3 separate regions of the Sus scrofa genome follow, and all the other regions are linked to region 2. Evidence: chromatin contacts called from public HiChIP or PLAC-seq and promoter capture Hi-C data. All regions are on one chromosome and are shown on one strand. Each heading gives the region's core, a stretch centred on a gene start, on an enhancer-like site or on the middle of the called end of the contact. The rest is flanking DNA. Distances are from core to core; before and after follow the strand shown.

Region 1 (3,492 bases), core at 384-2,883, 170 kb before region 2:
ATAACCTTGGGTAAGTTTATCTTTCAGTGACCTCATCTGTAAAATGGGGTAGTAAAAATGTCTATCATGATCACAATGTTATGGTGAGTTCAAGTGCTGAAATTCATTGTGGTACTGGATAAATGAAAGTTTTTAAATATGATGCCTGACGACTTTTCAAGAGAAGAATCTCTGTTCGTTTTGTACTTCCTGTTTTTCCCTCCCTGCTTAAATCCAAGAGAGGAATTAAAACTTTCTCCTCTGGAAAGGCAGCTGTGTCTTCAGCCTCTGGCTCCTGGATACTACCAAGTCTCCATGTGTTGTCAACATCTTTTTAATGTTGTATACTTTTCTTAAGTACCTGCAGCCTGCTGGGGGCTGAAAGAAAATCCTGAACAGTGCCCCTTGCTAGCTTTGGAAGTGAAACCTGATATTTCATAGTAAGGACAGATATTGGAAACCTTGGGGTAAGAGTCCACAGTAATCAAAGTCCCTCATTCAGAGGCTGAGTTAATTAATATGGAGCAGACCATTGAACATACAAGAATAGGAATAATTGCAGAATTTTACTCACTGTTGCGTACTTCATTAACAAGAAATGAAAATCCTCTGGATAAATGTCTCCCTTCATAGGAGGTGGTAAGGTCATTCCCAGGTTATTCTGTTTCTGCTCTCTCCCTGTGCCCCTTTCTGCCTCACTGCTTCATGGGGATCCAGATCACCCCCATCTCCTCAAACACAATCTCTTGCTTAGTTAGTCATAGGCTACAAGTTTCACCAGGATGGCTGTCAAGCAAAGTTGTCATGCTTTCAGAAGGTGCCTCTGATATGCATTTACTGAAGAGGGACTAACTACCTTGTTAGTCTCTTCCAGACATATTTTTAGCATCATGGTTATTATTTTTAAAATCAGACTAATTCCTTGCTCCCTTAAAAAACATATATTTACTCAGCAAATATTTTAAAATGCTGTTTTGTGGCAGAGTTTTTGCTATGTTGTAGAGATGTGGAGAAAAGAGACATGCCCTCACCCTCTAGGAGCTGTTAGTATGTCAGGGAGGTGAGACACTGCAGAAAATGATTGTTCAGAAAATTTGGGGAGGAAAAATGGGGGCACCAAGCCCGGAAGGGTTCCTCAGTAGGTAATGCCCAGGCTGCATCCTAAGGTGTCATTGAGTTGGGGGGCTGGAGAATGCTGTTCAGGATGGAGAGAACAGAATTAAAAAAAAAAAAGAAAATGAGAAATTAAATTAAATCCATTTTTAATTAAACTCTAATTCCCAGAGTCTCTTTCTCTCCATTTTCTTTATCTATGATGTCAGAGTGCTCCAAAACCCGTCTTTCAAAGAGTCCAACCGGAGGTACTAAATTGACTAGTTTATTCTACCAGAAATGAATATTCAACTGTTTCCATTCTGTAGGCAAATTTGAGTTTATCTCAGAGGCAAAAGCTATTTTCGACGAGGATGGGATTCGAACCCACGCGTGCAGAGCACAATGGATTAGCAGTCCATCGCCTTAACCACTCGGCCACCTCGTCCCAGAAGCCTAAATCTTCCCGGTAGCTATAGGGAGTAACACGAGGGGGATGTGACGTAATATAATGGAAGCCACCATTTTGTACGGAAGCAAAGATCCGATAATTTTTTACAGCAAGAAATAAAAAGAAGATGGCCGCTCCCATGCTGTGCGGGATTTGCAGTAGGGAAGGACAAAGGAAGATTCGATAGAAAATGAGATAACCCTGAAAGAAATAAAATTGGCTTGAAAGGAAGTTTCATTAAAGGAGTCTTAGAAAAGCTCTGGAGCCTAGGGGGCGGAGCCGAAGCGTGGAGCGGCTTTGCGCATGCGCTTCAGCTAGGCGGTTAGATTTGAATGCTGCGCTGAGGCTGCTGGGCGTTGTGAGGTGATGTCCTGAGGCGGCGGTGAGTAGCTTCTAGGGAAGTGTGCTGACCCCAAACAAGTCTGGGATTTTTGTCAAGCACTTGGGCCGCAGCGGGTAAGTTTCGTCCTGGACTTCTGGGGAGGGGTTACCTTAGATTTTGTACGTGCGGTCGGAAGGTCCCCGGGTGGGAGGTAGGGGACGCTGCTACAGCCAGGCTACCTCGGAACGCGCGCGGCTGAGTAGAAAAGATTCTGCCCGGGTGCTGGGCTCTTTCTTTTCTGACCTCGGCCTGCACGTCTTGCCGCCTTCCTCCTCCCTCCTCCCTAGCAGTCACCATCTACACCTGGGCCCCTCGGGCCGCCCGAGGTCGCTAGTCCGCGGCGCCTTGCCCCGCCCCGCCATCTTCTGTCAGGGCTTCGGGACCCTTCTTCGCCCTTGAGTTCTCTTCCCGAGGGAACTCACGGCTGTTGGCATTTTGTACTCAGTCTTTTCTTGGCTGTAAATGAAGTGACAGCAGTAGGTGAATTTAAACTCCCCGCTTGTAGTTTATTTATAGTGTCTGAGCCGAGTGACAGCAGCACTAAGCAAATTTTGGTTTCCTTCGGATGGAACAACATTAACTAATAAAGCCAGTGTTAGTTCGCCACAAATATCTTTTAGGCCAGAATTAAAGAACCTTTTCTTGCTGTTTATCTCAATACTAGAAGTGAAGAAAAAGGTTCTGCAAAAATATATTGCTGATTGGAATTTTTTTTACATAAATGATTTATTTGCATTTTTTAGAAATTGAGGTATAGTTGACTTACAAAGTTGTGTAATTTCTACTTACAGTGATTCAGATATATATATATACACACATATATATAATATATACATTCTTTTTAATATTCTTTTCCATAATAGTTTATTACAGGCTACTCAATATATTTCCCTGTGCTACACTCTAGGACCTTATCCATTCTGTGTATATCCATTTTACATCTGCTGTCGCCGCCGATTGGAATTTAAAAGAGGTTTATTGAAATGGGACAGAGAAGACAAAAGCAGAGCTTACTTTATTTTTTTAATTTTTGGTCTTTTTGCCATTTCTTGGGCCGCTCCCGCAGCACATGGAGGTTCCCAGGCTAGGGGTCGAATCGGAGCTGCAGCCACCAGCCACCGGCCTACACCAGAGCCACAGCAACGTGGGATCCGAGCCGAGTCTGCAACCTACACCACAGTTCATGGCAACGCAGGATCCTTAACCCACTGAGCAAGGCCAGGGATCGAACCGCCAACCTCTTGGTTTCTAGTTGAATTCGTTAACCGCTGAGCAACGATGGGAACTCCAAGCAGAGCTTTCTTTAGTTATTAAGATTGAAGTTTTCAGTTGAATTGGAGCAATCGAATTCCTCAGATATGCGTTGGGTTCCTTGTTGTCTTGTACTGGGGCCAGGAGCAGATGATTCAGTCCCTCATCTAGAGTTTACAGTTCAGAAAGCAAAGAATTAATATGCACAAGTAATTATAAGACAAGACTATGTAAAGGATTGTAGGATATTCTAAAGGATTATAGGAGCACAGAATAGGAGAGCTTATTTGATGCTTTTTGGCATTGGAGACTAAAGGAGGTTTCTTGAGACAGTGGC
Region 2 (3,130 bases), core at 242-2,741:
CTATATGTCCTGGGCATTGATCATTTGTCAGTTTACCAAATCCTTTTTTGAGCACAAACATGTCTTTTCTTTCTAGCTAAACTGTTGGTCTTGGAGGTAGATAATAGGGTTAGAGAGTAGAGGATAATAAACAGTAAGGATTCTTTAGGATTACAATTTTCCATTTTCCTTGTACCTCTCTTCACATCCATCACTGTGCTGAAAGTTCTGAGCATGCCCTATGAGTGTCCTTCGGTGAAATGAAGATTTTTCAGGGGCCTGGGAGGGAAGGTTACAGCCTGTCTTCATTTGGCTTTGCTTTTTAGAGAACCAATCACAACGAGGCAGATAAAGAATGTTGCTCTGTCCAGAGTTCCTGTCGTGGTGCAGCGGAAGCGAATCCGACTAGGAATCATGAGGTTGTGGTTCCATCTCTGGCCTTGCTCAGTGGGTTAAGGATCCAGCGTTGCCGTGAGCTGTGGTGTGGGTTGCAGACGGAGCTCCGATTTGGCGTTGCTGTGGCTCTGGCGTAGGCCAATGGCTACAGCTCCGATTAGACCCCTAGCCTGGGAATCTCCATATGCTGCAGGTGCGGCCTTAAAAAGGCAAAAAAGCAAAAAAAAAAAAAAAAAAAAAAAATTGAGCTGTCAGATTTTGATACATCCAGATGAGGGGGTGGAAACGGGAGTTAAACTCGCTGCTCTCTCTTTGGTGGCTTGTGTGAGGAAATTTTTTTTCCCCCAAATGTTGCCTTGTGATCTCTTGCTCATGGTGCCGGGTCTCTCCAGATTCGAGGGAAGCTCTGAGAACTGAGGTCCAGATTCCATTAGTTTTAGTCCCTTCAGGCCTGGAGCTCAGCCAACCGCTCAGTTCCCTTTACGGATTTACCTACAGGGCCACAGAAGTGCAAGCTTCCGCCGCTGTACTAAGAATTAAAGTCAGAGGCGGGAATGCGTAAGTGCACCCAAAGCAATTGCTGAAGCACTGAAGGAATCTCAGGAGACAGTCTTGGGGCCAGGAAGTGGGGATCCGCTAAATGCTTTAGAAACGTCACTGGGTGGGATAGGCAGGAGCTTAGGAAGCCTCAGTAGGGTCGCTATTTGCTCCCTGCTCCATTTCACTGGGTGGTGGTGGTGGTGTGGGGGGGTGGGGGGGTAGGAGGGACCAGCACGACTTTGGAACCTGTTACTCTGCAGGCGTTGCAGTAACAGAGTGCAAAGTCAACTAGCGAGCAGAGCGCCACGGCCCCCCAGCCAGCCGAGCCCGGCGGGCTACCCCAGCCTTCAGTGCGGGGGTGCAGGGGCGGCCTCCCCAACACACAGCCCCCTCCTGGTCTCCGGAAGATCTGAGGAAGAAGGTAGCTGGCTGGGCGGGTCCCAGTGCGTAGCAGGAGGGTAGGGGGCAGGACCCGAATCGCTGAGCTTCGGGGCGCGTCACGGGCAAACGTTCCTGATTGGTCGGCCGCTGGCGGTCACGGACTAGGCGCTCTGGGATTGGCGTCGCCGGAGGCCACAGCCAGAGTAACCGGACTCCGGGCGGAGGGTTGCAGACCAAGTACAAGCGGCTGGAGTCCGCGCTGGCCTAAAGGGCAGAGAGGTAGCCCGGCCGGGTCGTGCCCACCATGCCCTACCTGCTCATCAGCACCCAGATCCGCATGGTGAGTTAGTTATCTGTCCGCTGTTCTTGGAAGTTGGCGTTGGGCCGGGGCCACGGCCAGGAGCATGGGGTGGAGGGAGAGAGCCGGGGGGCGGGGGGGGGCAGGACGGCGCTGCAGACCGCACATTGGTGCCTCTATCCAGGGCCATGCCCTCTGAAGGCTGGACCCGGAAGCTACCCGGGACACGCCCCCCGGCCCGCGGGGGAGGGAGGCTGTGGATCGAACCCAGGCGGGATCCAGGGACTCTGCGAGCTCCTGCGGCCCGGCGCCTCAAGGCCGCGAAGGGGGCCAGGTGCATGTCCTCCCCGCCACCAAGCAAGCTGCAGGCGCCTGCGGCTCCAGTCCTACCTGCCTGCAGGAGATCGGAGACTCCGGGGGGACCCAGGAAGTTCCGGTCTCACACGTGCAGCATCCACTGCCCTACACAGAACCGCTATGCGCGGCATGGGGTGGGGACTAACCCAAGGGAAAGAGGTTTGGGAAAGGAAAGGATGAAGATGCTCAAACACCTGTGCCAAGTGACCTCACCCACAGCTACTAGCTGCACCCTTAGGCACTTCCAGGAAAAGCTCTCCCTGAGGCCTTAGGAAAGGAAGAGAAGAACCAGAGACAGCCCATGGGGTTAGAGGTTTAAGAAAACCAGGCACCATCAAAAGCCACGCCCCTTTTCAGTTTACTCTGCAAAAAAGAAGATGCTGGCCGCTCCAGGAATCCCCTATTAGTTTCTGAATATGACTGGGTCCCCCAGATGGGCAGCAGGATGTTTGTTCTTCTGCCCTCTCCCTCCCCAGGGCTTGGAGGGTCCATCAGAGAGTACCCAGCTCCCTTGGGATGCAGGAAATAGCAGGTGGGCTCACCATTGGACAGGAGGGGTCTTGGCAGTGTCACAGTGTTTTAAGAACCAGTTAGGGGGTTCCCATTGTGGGGCAGCAGAAACGAATAGACTAGCATCCACGAGGACGAAGGTTTGATCCCTGGCCTTGCTCAGTGGGTTAAAATGATCCCATGTTGCCGTGAGCTGTGGTGTAGGCAGAAGATGCCACTCAGATCCTGTGTTGCTGTGGCTGTGGGGTAGGCCGGCAGCTAAAGCTATGATTTGACTCCTAGCCTGGGAACCTCCAAACACCCTGGGTGCTGCCCTAAAAAGACAAAAAACAAAAACAAACCCAAAACCAAACAGACAAAAAACCCAGTCAGCTGTGTAGTTGTTAAAATGTATGCTTCTGGGTCTCTTGACAAACCTCTAGAAGCACTCTTTAAGCCTGAAGCTTGGGAACTCAGTGATTCTCAGGCAAATAACAGTTTTATTGACATAAAATACATATAATCATAGAATTCACCAATTTAAAGTATACAATTCGATGGCAGTGGGTTTTGTTTTGGTTTATTGAGAATTGTGCAACCATCACCATAGGCAACTTTAGGCTTTTCCATCACCTTGAAAAGAAACCCTGTACCTACACCCTGTACCTCAGCTGTCACTCCTCATTGCTC
Region 3 (3,119 bases), core at 405-2,904, 180 kb before region 2:
CAAACAAACAAAAAGTTATTGAAATGTAATTCACACTCCATGAAATTCACCTTTTTGTCATGTGGCTGGTTCTCAGAGGCCTTGGCTTCTCTTGATTTGGCTGTTTCTGAGTTTGTTCGCCAACTCTCTTGTGAATTCTTTTTTTTTTTTAAATGAATTACACAATATACATTTTTTAAATAGATTTTTTACAAAGACTATATCATGTTACACATTTCTGGCTCTTATTTTTCTCGCCATTTACTTGCCTGTAGGTTCTCTGGGCTTCAGTGACCTCATCTGGAAAATGATGGTAGCACTTATAGGGTTATTATGAGAATTCACTGCGTTAAAATACATACAGCACTTAAAATAGCACTATATATGAGTGCTTGCTATTATCGTTATTATTTTCATTCCACAAAACCTATGTCAACCGCACTTGCTTGATTTCATTCTTTTTAATGGTTATGAACAGAATTTTGTGATGAAGAATGATGTATCCATTCATTCGACTTTTAGTGGGCGATTGCTTTGCTTCCATTTTTTGGTCACTAAAAAGCAACATTGCAGTAAACACCTTTGTATATATACCCTTACCTACATTTTTTTTTCTTACTCAGGGACGGATTCTCATGAATGGCATAGCTAGGTTAAAGAGTATGTGAGTGTGTGTACGGTTTTAAATTTCATTAAACGCCATATTGCTTTCTGAGAAGAGTGTGACAGATGCACAATTCCACCAGTAATGTATGGGTGTATAGTTTTTCCTTCAATCCCACCAACAGTTGATCTTTCTGCTCTTTTTAAATTTTCTCTTGTGAATTCTATGAGGCAGTAATATCCTTTCAATAATTTTCTCTTTGGAGTTTCCTTTGTGGCTCAGCGGTTAACGAATACGACTAGCATCCATGAGACCTCAGGTTCCATCCCTGGCCTTGCTCAGTGGTTTAAGGATCTGGCGTTGCCATGATCTGTGGTGTGGTCCCAGCCTAAATTTGGATCTTCGTGACGTGGCTGGGGCATAGGCCAGCAGCTATAGCTCTGATTGACCCCTAGCCTGGGAACCTCTATATGCCGCGGGTGTGACCCTAAGAAATTAAAAAAATAATAATAATAAATTTCCTCTTTTATAAATTAAAAATTATTGGTTTCAGTATTTTGCATTTAAGTATTTTGGTTTCAGTATTTTGCATTTAAGAACTCTGACAAATACATCTTCTGATCCACTTGCAGTTTTAATCTCGGGACAGGAGCATATGGGAAGCAACTAGGAGATCTCTAATCTTTCTCATGATGTTAGGGGGATCGACAAGTGTAAAAACATTGCTTCTGGGGTGTGTGAGTTTAATTACATATATATATCAAATTTACCGAGTTAAGTCACAAACTATCACATCTTTTTAAAGTAAACAACACAGTGATTCTTAGTATATCCAGAGTTTAGAAATCCTCATTTTATTTTGTTTTAAATAACTCCTTTCAAGAGTTTTTCCAGACGCAAGACTTTGAGCATATCTATACGTTATCTCCACTTTTAATGAGTCATTCTCCTAGCCTCTCAACTCTTTCAACTCACCCCTTCGCTCCTACTCCCCTCTCAGTCCCATCCCGGCACGAGGCCTCAATGATTGGTTGATGCCAAGTGACGTCCTCAGATCGCGACCCAGAAGCCGCGGCCACGTGGTTATGTGGCTGGGCGGCCGCTTGTGGCTCCCGGTTCTTAGGCAAGTGTGCTCCAACCTCCGGCGTCTCACCTTTGCCAGGACTTGGGGTGACCGCAGGGACCCCATGGCGGAAACACTCTCGACCCGGGCCGAGGCCGCGGGCGGGCTGGAGGCCCCGGCTCAGCAAAACGGAGTTGCGGGTGGCGAACCTAGGGAACCGCAAGAGAGCCTGGAGCCTGCGGGCCCTGGAGTGGAGCTGGCCCCGGGAGACGCGAAGCAGGCCTCCGAGATCGAGGAGCAGGCCCCGGTCGTAGCCCCCGGCCCAGGCAAGCGGAAGAAGCGGCGGGGCGCAACCGGAGAGCGTGTCGTGCCGCCCCCGAAGAAGCGACGGGCAGGGGTTAGCTTCAGCGATGAGCACTTTGCCGAGACCAGCTACTATTTCGAGGGCGGCCTGCGCAAAGTGCGGCCCTACTATTTTGACTTTCAGACTTACTGCAAAGGCCGCTGGGTGGGCCACAGCTTGCTGCACGTCTTCAGCACCGAGTTCCGAGCCCAGCCCCTGGCCTACTACGAGGCAGCGGTCAGGGCGGGCCGCCTGCACCTCAATGAGGAGCCCGTGAAGGACCTCAGCATTGTGCTCAAGGTGGAGTCTTGATGGGGCCTGCCCGGAAGCGGGCAAGGAAAGGGGCAAGGCTTTTTTCACAGTTACCAGGGCATAAGTATTGGGGTAAAATAGGGGTAATTCTGAAGCGTTCTCGTTTTCATTTGGAACACTCTTTTAGTGCCCATTTTTGCAAGTAGACAGCCTGTATGCTTCAGAACTCAGTCCACTTATCCCTTCTATCAAGGGGGCTTCTGTGTTGCCAGGAGTTGGAATTCTTATAGCTTCTTTTATGCAGCCTTGTGGCACTGGCCCAGATGACTTTCCACCTTGCATTGTAGATCTCTGTACAAATAGTAATAACGGAGACCATCATTTTTATTCCCTGACTCTGTGCTGGGCACAAAGTTAAGCATTTTATGTACTTTAACATTTAATTCTAATGACAGCCTTGTGGAGTGGATAATGCTGCCACCTCTTACCTGTTAGGAAGCTGAGGAAACTAAGGTAAACCTCACAGAGGTAAGGCAGCACTGCCACCTCCAATGCCTGTTTTCTTTTTTTGTTTGTTTTGTCTTTGTTTTTCAGGTGCGGCATATGGAAGTTCCCAGGCTAGGGGTCAGATCCAAGCCACCTCTGACCCACGCCACAGCTCGCAGCAATGCCAGATCCTTAACCTGCTGAGCCTTGACAGGAACTCCCAATGCCTGTGTTCTTACAAGTTCTACATTTATCGTACAGCCTGATGTGATAAACTTGTGAAATGAGAGGAATAGAGACTAGAATTGTCTAGCCCAGTGCTTTGATCCTTTAAAATTACATCACAGCTAAGAGATATCAGACACCTGTGTCAGTAGAAGTGGCTCTCCAAG

The links. Promoter capture Hi-C pulls out the DNA fragments that hold promoters and counts their contacts. HiChIP or PLAC-seq counts read pairs in DNA pulled down with a chosen protein or histone mark.
Region 1: a contact with region 2 is called in an H3K27ac HiChIP or PLAC-seq map of skeletal muscle. The contact joins the promoter of KNL1 here to the promoter of GCHFR in region 2. A contact is called at or near these places in 2 of 2 datasets of contacts at active chromatin or transcription factors (alveolar macrophages and skeletal muscle).
Region 3: a contact with region 2 is called in a promoter capture Hi-C map of liver, with 6 times the contacts expected there. The contact joins the promoter of RPUSD2 here to the promoter of GCHFR in region 2. A contact is called at or near these places in 1 of 5 promoter capture datasets (liver) and 2 of 2 datasets of contacts at active chromatin or transcription factors (alveolar macrophages and skeletal muscle).

What each region holds. Positions count from the first base shown.
Region 1 is chr1:130,727,130-130,730,621 of Sscrofa11.1, reverse strand. KNL1 (kinetochore scaffold 1) reads left to right here and starts at 1,633. Exons shown (of 29, transcript XM_021097610.1): 1 at 1,633-1,904. TRNAS-GCU (a tRNA gene) reads right to left here and starts at 1,519; the gene lies at 1,438-1,519.
Region 2 is chr1:130,561,959-130,565,088 of Sscrofa11.1, reverse strand. It overlaps GCHFR (GTP cyclohydrolase I feedback regulator), which reads left to right and starts at 1,491. Exons shown (of 3, transcript NM_001243443.1): 1 at 1,491-1,636. The coding sequence starts at 1,601.
Region 3 is chr1:130,745,509-130,748,627 of Sscrofa11.1, reverse strand. RPUSD2 (RNA pseudouridylate synthase domain-containing protein 2) reads left to right here and starts at 1,654. Exons shown (of 4, transcript XM_021097613.1): 1 at 1,654-2,289. The coding sequence starts at 1,669.